3 separate regions of the Zea mays genome follow, and regions 1 and 3 are each linked to region 2. A link is a contact called in public Hi-C data. All regions are on one chromosome and are shown on one strand. Each heading gives the region's core, a stretch centred on a gene start, on an enhancer-like site or on the middle of the called end of the contact. The rest is flanking DNA. Distances are from core to core; before and after follow the strand shown. Region 1 holds the start of LOC100502172. Region 2 holds the start of LOC100272699 (Acyl-CoA N-acyltransferase with RING/FYVE/PHD-type zinc finger protein). Region 3 holds the start of LOC100191229.

The links. A called contact is a pair of places that touch in the nucleus more often than the background predicts.
Region 1: a contact with region 2 is called in a Hi-C map of leaf, with 10 times the contacts expected there. The contact joins the promoter of LOC100502172 here to the promoter of LOC100272699 in region 2. A contact is called at or near these places in 4 of 25 Hi-C or Micro-C datasets (bundle sheath, ear, leaf and 1 more).
Region 3: a contact with region 2 is called in a Hi-C map of leaf, with 6 times the contacts expected there. The contact joins the promoter of LOC100191229 here to the promoter of LOC100272699 in region 2. A contact is called at or near these places in 3 of 25 Hi-C or Micro-C datasets (ear and leaf).

Annotation. Positions count from the first base shown.
Region 1 is chr1:282,435,080-282,438,842 of Zm-B73-REFERENCE-NAM-5.0, reverse strand. LOC100502172 reads left to right here and starts at 1,253. Exons shown (of 8, transcript NM_001196650.1): 1 at 1,253-1,446; 2 at 1,599-2,011; 3 at 2,105-2,335; 4 at 3,670-3,763. The coding sequence starts at 1,673.
Region 2 is chr1:282,629,215-282,632,993 of Zm-B73-REFERENCE-NAM-5.0, reverse strand. LOC100272699 (Acyl-CoA N-acyltransferase with RING/FYVE/PHD-type zinc finger protein) reads right to left here and starts at 1,744. Exons shown (of 11, transcript NM_001360101.1): 1 at 1,461-1,744; 2 at 1,157-1,269; 3 at 1-821. The coding sequence starts at 1,171.
Region 3 is chr1:282,763,054-282,766,694 of Zm-B73-REFERENCE-NAM-5.0, reverse strand. It overlaps LOC100191229, which reads right to left and starts at 2,222. Exons shown (of 8, transcript NM_001136663.1): 1 at 1,648-2,222; 2 at 1,479-1,550; 3 at 860-1,044; 4 at 220-283; 5 at 1-123. The coding sequence starts at 1,693.

The sequences.
Region 1 (3,763 bases), core at 4-2,503, 190 kb after region 2:
AGCACGATTCATTTCATTGAGGACTGGTCCGCTAACTGGTTGGAAGGCACCGTGGACGACATCGACGATGTCGGCACAACGCTGCTCCACTACTCTGATTAAATGAGCGAGTACTCTTCGGAGCTTTGCGTTCTTCGAATCCATGGTCTACATAAAACATATGGTTGTGTTAATATATGTACGTGAAAATTTTATGTATACCGTGGCCTAGTTGCTACATTGATGGTAAATATACTCCGGAGCAGCTAGTATTGCCAATAGGCAGTTCAAATCATCACATGAATTATGAACATCAATTATCAAGATAAAACCTAGTGGTCATGATTCAGTGTGTCAAAAGCATTGGCCAAGTAATTGTGAATACACCTCGATTCCTATATGAACAAAGCTTCTAGCACAAAGAAATTTCCTTAATGTGAACATCAATTATCAAGAGATACAATAGTGGTCATGATTCAGTCTGTCTAAAGCAGTCGCCATGTATTTGTAAATACACATCGTTTACTAGAACATCGAAGCTTGTACCACAATCAAATTTTCTTAATGGCAACAAAAATTATGAACAGAAAACCTAGTGCTCAAGGAATCCTACATCCATCCAATGTATGTTCGGTGAACCTAACCCTAGATCTGGACGAGTTGTAGCATTTCAAGTACTAGAATCATAGAAAGCAAAATCGATCTTCAATGTTTACCTTTTTGTCTTCGGATCTGGACCACCCGACCGAATGGAAGACGATGATGATGGCGACGTCGAGATGCGCTTGTGTTTCTCCCCACCTTCCTTCGTCGGCGCCGTGGATCTTCTCAGCTTCTTGGCGATGGCGGTTCGACGGCGACGAACACCGACGGTCACACCCGCTCCTTGGATCTTTGACTCGTCGGCGGCCACCTCCTTGCCTCCAGCCACCGAGAGCGGTCCACCTCCGGACCCGCTCGAGCACGGCCTCTTTGAGCCCAGCTTGGCCGGCGGCGCCGAGGAGCAGCGCCGCGAGGCCCCCTCGCCGAGATGGATCGAAGTCGCCAGCGACGGCACAACAGCGCCTCCGGATTTTTCACCCCCGCGCGAGCCCGACTCCTCGCCCGGATATCGGACGTCTGCAATTCTCCACATCTAGGATGCGTGCGGCGTCCTCTAAAATTTAGAGTGCCATATAAAGTACCTTGCTGGACGCCTAGAGGACGCGTTTGAACCCTACATTTAGAGTACAAGACGTTTTACCGTGTAACATCGCCGTCCCTTTTCCACCATCTACTATAGAACCAAACGACAACTGACGCCACTTCGAGTCGCGCCCGGCGTCCCCAACTCCACCGACGCCGAGCACAACCGTTGTTTCCGGCTGGTCCTCCACTGGCCGCTCCTCAGTCAGTCCCGGATTCTCCCTTGGGTCTGGAGTGGAATGGAGGTTAATCCGATCATGGGGTGATTTCCTCTTTTAACTGGTGAGTAATCGTAGGTTAGCTGGGCGGATTGCTCCGGGTATGAGTTGGTTTCGTAATCTCCATCCGGTTAGTTGTGGAATTGTGTGCCCGCTCACTCTCTACTAATCAGTCGATTTATCCGTGATTTGGTTAGGATTTTCTTCCTCGTGTAGGATCAGCGCAGCCGGAGCTCAAAGGTGCCTGTGGAGTTTATTACATCAAGAATTTTGGGTTCGACATAATCCCCATGTCCCCCAATAAGTCCGGCCATGCTTCAGGCCGTGACGCGGTTTTCTGGTCCGATAGAATGAACGAATATCTTATTGATTCGCTGCTTCACCAGCAAGCCATTGGGAACAGGAGTGAGTCCAAATTCTCATCGGTGGCATATGATAGCATCATCACCGGTGTGGGTGAGAGGTTTGGCGTGGTGATCGACCGGAACAATATAAAAAATCGCCTAAAGCATATCAAGGAATCGTTCAATGAATGTAGGAACCTCCTTGGTGAAGATAATCGGTTTAGGTGGTGCCCAGAGAGCAGAAGATTCAATGCCGACCCAAATGTTTGGAGGGAGTTGATCGAGGTTTGTGTGCGCTATCAATTCAGTCAAGAATAGGCGTTGACTTCTCTGTTGGATAGAAAAAAAAACACCGAAAGCCCCTGCTTTGTTTTGTAGAGAAAACCAGAAGCAAAGAAATGGATGATGAAGACGATTGACCATTATGATAGCTTAATGGATCTATTTGGTAAGAATAGGGAGAAACGTCAAGACGTTGAGAACTCAAAAGGTACCTCGAAGAAAAAGGCGCGAACAGAACCGCCAAAGGAGATACTTCAACGTACTCCATTAAATCGGAAGGGGTCAGCTCTTGCCGAAAGTTCAGATAAGACGGTGGACAAATGTGAGGTATCATTATTTGGACTTGATGAATTATTAATTAAGTTTATTTTACTTGTTCTCACCGCTCGAGGAAGGAAATTGCTTTGGTAATATTGATCAGGAAGTCTAGTTTGCCACCTTTAATTTAGGTGAGCCATGCTTTCTTTGGCAAATGTTTACTTGATTATCAAAATTATGGCCCACCATGCTTCCTTGTCCCGATGAATCGCTTGTTATAAACTGAGTCTTTTTACCAAATATACTACAACCATGTTGTCGTGGCTGAGCATACGGCTTTGCCACACTTGCCTAACTTTATTTGCTACAATGTTCGCTATGAGCCAAGTGTCGAAGCAAGTTCTTTTGCTCACTAGATGCTTGTCTGAACACCAAAGCATGTAGACTTATAATAACATCATGCATCTGTTCTTGCATCATCTTGGTACTGGTACATAACAAAGCACTTACTATTTTGTACATGCCAACTTGTCTAGTTCACTTTTTGCTCTACTTATTTTGGATAGTATGTGTCTTCTATATATAAAAGTCATCTCATCTATTAGTGGTAAGCTAGATACCCTTTTATACCATTTTATGATATGATGCTTACAATTTGTTGATGCATGCATTATCGCTAATTTCTAGTTTTATTGTAAACACTAGTTCTGTTGAAACAGATACGTTATATTAACTACTACCTATATGGCTATATGTTATTTGTTGTTATCTTGCAAAATTTTCCCTTAACGATTTCATTGATATGTTCTATATATTAATTGTTCTGTTGATTCATTCGCTCAACCAATGAACGACTGATTGAATGCTTCTGTAGTTTTAAAAAAAATTCTCGAATATAGTAGCTGTGAAAAGATCATTATGAACCATTGTAGTTAGAGTTTACTTGGTGACTAAAATGAGTTTAGAGCGTGTTTGGTTCGCGTCACTGCATGGTCTGGAATGATCCGATCCAAAAAACTAAGCTAGCCACACTGTTTGGTTTGCATCACCTATTAGACCCATCCATCACCGACCAATCCCTTGTAAGTTGGTAAACAAGTCAATTTCTGTGAACATACGGCTCCTTGGAAATCAACAGACGACCACTTCCTCCAAATCAAAGGTCTGTCCAATCCTTAGGTGAATCCATGAGGGATCAACTCATTCCGCACTAGATGGTTCCTTGAGCAAAACACGCTGTTAGGGTTCACTTGCTGACCGGGATAAGTTTCCTTTTATCTAGACTGCTATTATATGTGTAGGAATTTTTAGCGAGATATTGACATCATGGGAGTAAGTATCATCATGTTGTCTGAATTTAGTGTAATTTTAACCTTGCTCTGATGGAGACTTTCTTTGTCCAGATCCATGATGAGATAAAAACAAATGTGGAACTTGATTTGTCAGAATCGTGCAGAACTGATAATGGCATTGTTGCCATACCTGTTCGTGCCTATT
Region 2 (3,779 bases), core at 495-2,994:
ATGTGAGAATGCTTCTCAACTTTCGTATCGCTACTGTGGAGTATCACTTCCTCGGTACCAACCACATTATTCTCCTGCTTAACAGATTCTGATCCGCTGGTAGGGCTGATTTTGATTAAATTTGTACTTGTGCCAGCATCATTAGCCATTGCTGAGTCTATGACCTCACCCTGACAAGGCCCATGTCTCACTTTGTCATCTTGAGCCTCATCAACACTCAAACTGTTCATTCCAGCTCTGGAGTCATTGCACTCTGAAAGAGTTGCAGTAGACATCTTCTCATCTGACTTCATTGTCTTAATATCTGATTCTGCAAGGCTACTTTGCGTGCCTAAACCGTTATCTTGAGAAGAATCTGTTGCAGGAACACTAGGCATTCCCATATTATTCTCAGAACACCTAGCTGACTCTTCCGAGACGTCACTGGAGTCCAAGTTAACCAATTCGTTGGCTTCCTCACCATTGCAAGTAACTTCCATCAGCAGCCTGCTATTACAAGGCTCAGCCTCCACAATAGCCTCACAGCGTTTCCTCTCCAAACTGTCAGTTTTACTAACCTCCACAGCTACCACACAAGCTGCCTCAGCCTCAGCCCGCAGCTTCATTGCGTCGGATCTCAACACCCTTTTTGTCACGTTTCTGTCCTCATCCGCAGAACCCCTGCAGTCCCTCCTTTTCTTCCCAGTCAAGGCAGGCCCTCTGCCAAGATCCTCATCAGCAGAGGACTTGTTTTCCTCCAAGGAAGCAGGAGCCTTTGCCACACCCCCTTCCATTCCTGGTACTGGAGCTCCCTTAGAGCCTTTAAGGCCCATTTCAAGCCCCTACATAAGATGAAAAACCCCATCAGGTGATCAAACTCCACTATTCCTCTCATCTAGAGTTCACGAAATGGTAAGCCATCTAAACAGCGTGGGCTGCACTAAACCCTAGTTTAAACCTACTCCGGCATGATTAAGAAATTCCGGACAATGCAAATATAACGGACAACAAAATGAGCCAAAGTGACTACGTGTAATTCGTTTCCCAGAAAAAGAAAAAAAAAACTAGTCTGAAGCAAAGACTCCGCACCAGCAACCCTACCGAAAAAGGAAGGGAGGAAGCAAGCGAGCAAAAGAAGCATAATTCCTGGGGCAATTTGGGAGAGAAAGCAACTCACAGTGGCGTCGGGCATGGGGGTTCAACCGAACCCCCAAAATATCTGGGAAATTCGGCAGCACGAAGCCCTGTGGCACCAACTGCTTCCGTCCGCCGATCTCCAGCAGCAACCACCTAATCAAACCACCCGAATAGAGGAATAGGTCAGTAAGGCACCACTGGGCGCACCAAACCGAGCCGGAGCGGAGGGAGATTCGGATTCCTTCGCAGAACAAAGAGATAGAGAGAGGGGGGGAAACAACTCCTTGAACAAGGGAATCCATCCACCCCTCCCCAGCAGGAGCCCGGACGGCCTCCGCGCTCACCAGCAGGAAACGGCAGCTACCGGCCGACCTCCGCGCTCCCGGCGGCTGGATCTCCGGCCAGTCGCCGCGGCGGTCCGAGCAGGAAGCGGCGAGTAGTGGGAAGAACTTGGGGAGAAGGGACCGGCGGCCTTGTGCTGTGCTCTCTCGCGTTTTCCTGCGGGTTTTTTTATTTGTTTTTGTTTTTTTGGATCATCCGGCGCTGCGTCCGCGCGCCTGCGGTAACTGACGCGCGGGGTCTGCGCCGCAGCCTCGGCCGTGGATACGCGGCCTGCGCTGCGTGGGGCGGGTTTGGGTCGAGTGTGGTTTGATCTGGTTACCCTGGCGAGGGTTGCGGGGTACGGAGTGGTCAGAGACAGTCACGACTGGTTTTTTTTTGAATGTTTGGGGTTTGCTCGTGTGGACTGACATTTCCCCTCCAATTTTCAGCTCTGCTCGTTGAGTCGCCGCGGCCCGCGCTGCGTGTAGCTTGGAGGAAAAAGATACGGGGAGACAAACAAAGCTGGATTTGAGGCTTGAGGGTTCCCGAGGAACGGCTAGTCGTTTTGATCGATAGTTCAATTCGTGTAAAATAGAGGGACGTGATGTTTGCCATGAGAAATTTAAAATATAGAATAAAATAAGAGATAGGATAGAGAAACTGTTGAAAATAGTCTAACGAATAAAAAGGGAGAAAAGAGTATGCATGAATAGAATGGATGAGTAAAATAAGAATATGTTTATGCGCCACACATTTGGCTTAAAGGTCCACAACAAGAATTAATTTCATAGCACTTGTGCGTAGATAGGTGGTAGGTATCGTTAGAGCAGATTTAATAATACAATCGACTGTTGGCTTCAAGAATCTTTGCAGTTTATACTATTTAGCATATCTATATAGTAGTTAGCTCTTCATTATTAGTGTAAGACATCACTTGTCTCTCTCACAAAGCTCCTTAGTTATTGTGTCTAAGCCGGCTTATATCAACTAGCTCAACGATCAAAACCTCACTCATGTGTTTTAGTTAATGGCTTTCTGCAGCGCGGTCTACATGGTTACTTGTAGAAAAGATTACATAAGGAAATAATACTCTTGGACGTACTACTATTACATGAATTGATGATGTTCCTCCAATTGTTGTATGTATGAAGCTATATATGCTAAAATTATTAAGTTTGTAAGAGGAGAAAGCACAACGCTATCGAAAGATGTGGCTGGAGGAACGAAGAAGCGACGGAGAAGGAAGGCTTTTCTTCCTTGATCGAGCGTTGTGTTAAATCAATAAAAACCTTATATCTCACTTAATGGTATAAGATGATATTTTAAGTGTGTGATTCTTGAGTAATCAATTGCACCTAGATCAATATGCACCTTTGGATATTTCATTGTTTTCTAGACGCAATGTTGGTTATATCACTAGTAAGCAATCACAATTATATCGTCCCTCTTTATCATCGCTAACTACGCACATTACTTTTATCATTGTTTCATGGTTTAGTGATTAACAATCTATTTGGTTTTGCTCATGTTTTATAACTTGTAGGCCACATGGGTTGCATTTCTAGTCTACTTTGGTGTCTAGTGGTTCATAATGAGTGACGTAACATATGTATGCGTGAGTGAGTGAAGAATTATGTTATTCATTGCATGTCTCATGATGGCTTAATGGTCCTCAACCAACTCACTAAAAAACAATTATGTATATAGGGAACATGTATATAGGTAGACAACAAATATTGTATGTTACTCGTAACAACTATCTCAACAATATTAGGCGGCTCACTTAGCTTATGTATTTTAGTTAAAAAGTTTTTGTGGTATTATGTGCAATAATGGGTAAATCATAAATGATGGTGTCACATGTTAGTCGTTAGTTGTATAAATAACGCTTTTTGGATGTACTATTACATGAACTAATAGTGTTAATAGAATTGATATATATATATATATATATATAATTGTATATGTAGAACTATGTTAAATTTAGGTTCGTAAAAATGTAGTGTTATTGAAAGATGTGATGAGAGAAATGAGTAGCATCAGAGAAGCAAAACTTTGGAGCCTATGCTTCCTCGCTAGAGTGGTGCATTCAATCAATGATAACCTTATACTTTTGTTTGCTAATGATATATTGAGTGCATGTATTCTTGAGTGATCAACTCCACCTTTGGATGTGTGTTTATTATTTAGAACTTTATGTTGGTTATATCTGTTGGCATCGATCTGAGCGCCAAACACCGGGAGATGAACCGCCTAGTGGGGCTCTCTGTGGAGGCGTGGCGATCCACGGCCCTGGACCGGACGATCCGTGATTTGGGCTTAGGAGCGGCTCCTTCTCTATG
Region 3 (3,641 bases), core at 973-3,472, 130 kb before region 2:
ATTCCCTCTCTCTAAATTTTTTTGATGCTTGAGGTGTACTAAAACCAAACCTCCTTTTCTCATCCCTGCTAACCACCGGAACTGGAGGAAGGACTGTAGGTTCATCTGGAGGTATCTTCCCTTCTGCAATTAAAATAGAAGAAATCAATAATCTGTTTGACGAAGATCTAAGAATGGCAGCCCACGATAATGCCTAGCATCTGCCATGAGTGCTAATACCATGCTTTAAATCTTCTGCAAACTGGCCCAAGTCTTCATCAAGGCGTTTTATATGGCTCTCTATCTGTAAAATAATGCACAAGGTGCTTGCAATCAGATATCCACGGTCCACGCAAAGCCAGTCACACTGAATAAAATGGAAAGACTATAGAAGTTGGCATTTTATTTCTTGATTGATCCATATTCACCAAAATCTCTTTAGCGGGTGTTACATCTGTTAGGCTTCTAATATAAACATCTAATCTTAGATATATGGAGGCATAGATAACAATATGAAATTATAAATCGTATCATGCTCTTCATATTCAAGTTCAATTTCTTCTTGCTGACCCATATCTAGTAGTTTTAGTTAGTACTCATATTTGAATTTGCGGCAGCTTTTGACTGCAAAGACTTGACTCTATAATTAGTTTAGGTTTATATAAAATTACAAATGCATACTCTCATAGTTCCTTTTGGATTTCAGATAAAAAAAAAGTTGGACCTGATAGGGGAATAGAAAAGAAACAGCAACTAAGATAGTTATCAAATATGAAACAAATGTATTGTTGCACTAGGTGAGCATTTAAAATTGAAAAGAACTCATACCGAAGCTTCTTAAACCTAGGACCACAGGGAAACAACAGGAAAGAAGCAGTACCAGGTCATAAGCTTGGCGTGCCAGTAAGACTTTCTCGGTGCAAAGATTCAGAGCATTGTCCTGGCTAGCTTCAATGTCCTTCTTCATCCTCTCCGACTCATCATCATCCATGTTTGACCTGTCATACCCATGGGATGATACTCCTAGAATATACTTTATCTGTTCTTTGGTCTGACCCATAATGCCTGAAACACAAAATCGCATAGGCAAAAACAATCATTCACTTATCATCATCACATCAAGCAGCAATAAGTGCTTGGATAAAGTCTACAGTTCATGAAAATGCCAACTTAGAATCAACTGACTAAAAGAAATTGTCTACATACTCCATCCCGAAAAGAGTGCAATTCTCGATACAGTTCTAAGTCAGACCATATTTAAATTGACCAAAAAAATGTACAATAAACTAGTATGCCTACGATTTATGACATCAAATAGGCATCAATATTCATCGTGTAACATATTGTCATAGCTTAGCTTTTGAAACTATTTTCTACAAACTTAGTCAAATTTAAAGTGGCCAGACTTGGACAAGATTTGAAGTTGCACTTTTTTGGAGACTGAGGGAGTACAAGATAAGCAAACATAAGAAAAACAGAGATGGGGAAGAAATCATCACCATGTGCCCTGTCATCGAGCTCGCGCATGGTGGAGAGAATCCTTTGCAGGTCGCCGGCCAGGGTGCTCGAGTCTACACGATTCCAAACACAAAATAAACTGGTACGGACGAACAATCGGAGGGGGTAGAAAACTTCATAATCCGTGAAATAGGGGCGCGTAAGTCTCACACTCGAGGTAGTCGTCGACGTACACGCCGGTCCGAGCGATCGCCATGCCTGTCTATGATTGCTCGCGTCTCCGGGCAGGGTTCGATGAATCGATGCCCCGGTTTGGGGAACTAGGGGTGGAGAGACGAACCGTAACGGGACGGGACGGTCCTCTTCTCGCTGGCGTTTGGTTGGATGTGAGGAGAAGTGGGATGGGCTCGTCCCACAGGCGAATATTCACCGTAGATGCGGGACGGGGTCGTCCCGCTTGCAGGGCGTGAAGCGCCGTTTCCCGAGAAGACGGGCTCAAGGACAGCGTGGTGGTCTCCGGCGAAGGAGCGGGCGCGAAGGGACAAGGGGGCGTGGACAAGCTCCGGTGAGGACGGCGCTGAATCGACCTTCGACCCTTGGCTCGGGGAAACGCGAGCACGCAGCGACTCGGGGAAGCGCTGGGGATCGGAAGCGCGGACCGGCACGGGGAATGTCGAGCGACCGGCGACGACGGGGAGGCCCCAGCGACCGGGTGGGCTGTGGGCGGCGGCGAATCTACCCGCCGAGGTCGCGATAAACAATGTTATGTGCAAGGATAATATTCTTACTAAGAGCTGATTTGGTGATTAGGTATCCCAAGGGGATCCATGGGGGAGGAATCCCTTCCAATTCAATTTTGAAAAGTAAGAGGATTTCTTCCCCTAGGGATCCCCGATCACCAAATTAGTCCTAAGAGCATCTCTAACGATGCCTCAAACTAGTGCCTCAAATTAAAATATAGGGCTCTACACAGGAAAAACTACTCCAACAGTGCTCTATTTCATAAAATTTTGTCAAAAAACTATAGGGCACCCTCTCAAGTGACTCAAATATACTACACCGTAGTGGGCTGCCCTATAATCTAGATTTGGGGCTTTACTGTTGGAGCGGGGTGTTTTGTTGGTGCCCTAAATTCTATAAAATATACTCATTTTCAAATTATAGGGCATTTTTATAGGTCACGTTGTTGGAGATGCTCTAACCGATTCACCTATAGTGTGTTTGGTTTGAGCAATAAAGTGGTTCATTTTCTTCTCACTCCTCACTTTTTTTATTTGGTTTGTGGAATAAAATGGATTGATTCATCACCACCTCATTTCTCATAAGCTAATCTCTACTACTTATTAAGGCTGTGATAGTAGTCGGCCATTCCGCGTTCTGTCATTCCCTGTTCTGCCTTTCCGATTCCCTCCTCCCCGCGCACAGTCCATTCCCTGCCTTTCCGATTCCCTCCTCCCCGCGCACAGTCCATTCCCATGTTCTGCCACCAGTACAACCGAAGTCTAGCTAAAATTAAAAAAAAATACACATGGCCCCAAAGGGATTTGAATCCATGACCTCTCAAGCAAATGTTAGCAGTAGCTACCACTACACCACATGTGTGTTTATGTCTACATCTATAACAGAAAACACATCTACTACATCTCTCCTCAAGCCCACCTGCTATCCTTGCACAATGCGTAGTAGTAGATAAGTATCACCGAGATTCTTAAATTATATTTTTGGATGAAGGGAGTAGTATTTAAAGAAGAGTCTTGCATGCAATTTCTTTTGTTTGAATAGTGTTTTCAACTTAAATTATTTTTTTGCATGTGTGACATTTATTCTTCGTAATATTTTTTCCATGGATCTGACTTGTGAGTCATTTTTATAAACCAACGCCAAACATGAATTTATGTTTCTTACTTGAAAACCCCGAACAAACTCTATTAGCAGGAGGCACTCGTGTTAGGGTCGCTCATCGACGACAAGAAGAAACTTGGCGACTGCCAGTTCGACCTCTAGAAACAGTCCTACGTGGTCGCATGTGCCGCTATGTACGACAAGTTCCGGCACAGCCGCCGCTTGGACGCGGTGCAGAGCGGCTGCTTCGCGTTGTCCATCGTCAAGCAGGGGGACCTCATGGTCGTCGCCGACGTCGGCGACTCTCGGGTTGTTCTGGGCACCGCATTCGACGACAACGCCATCACGTCGTCCAGCTCATC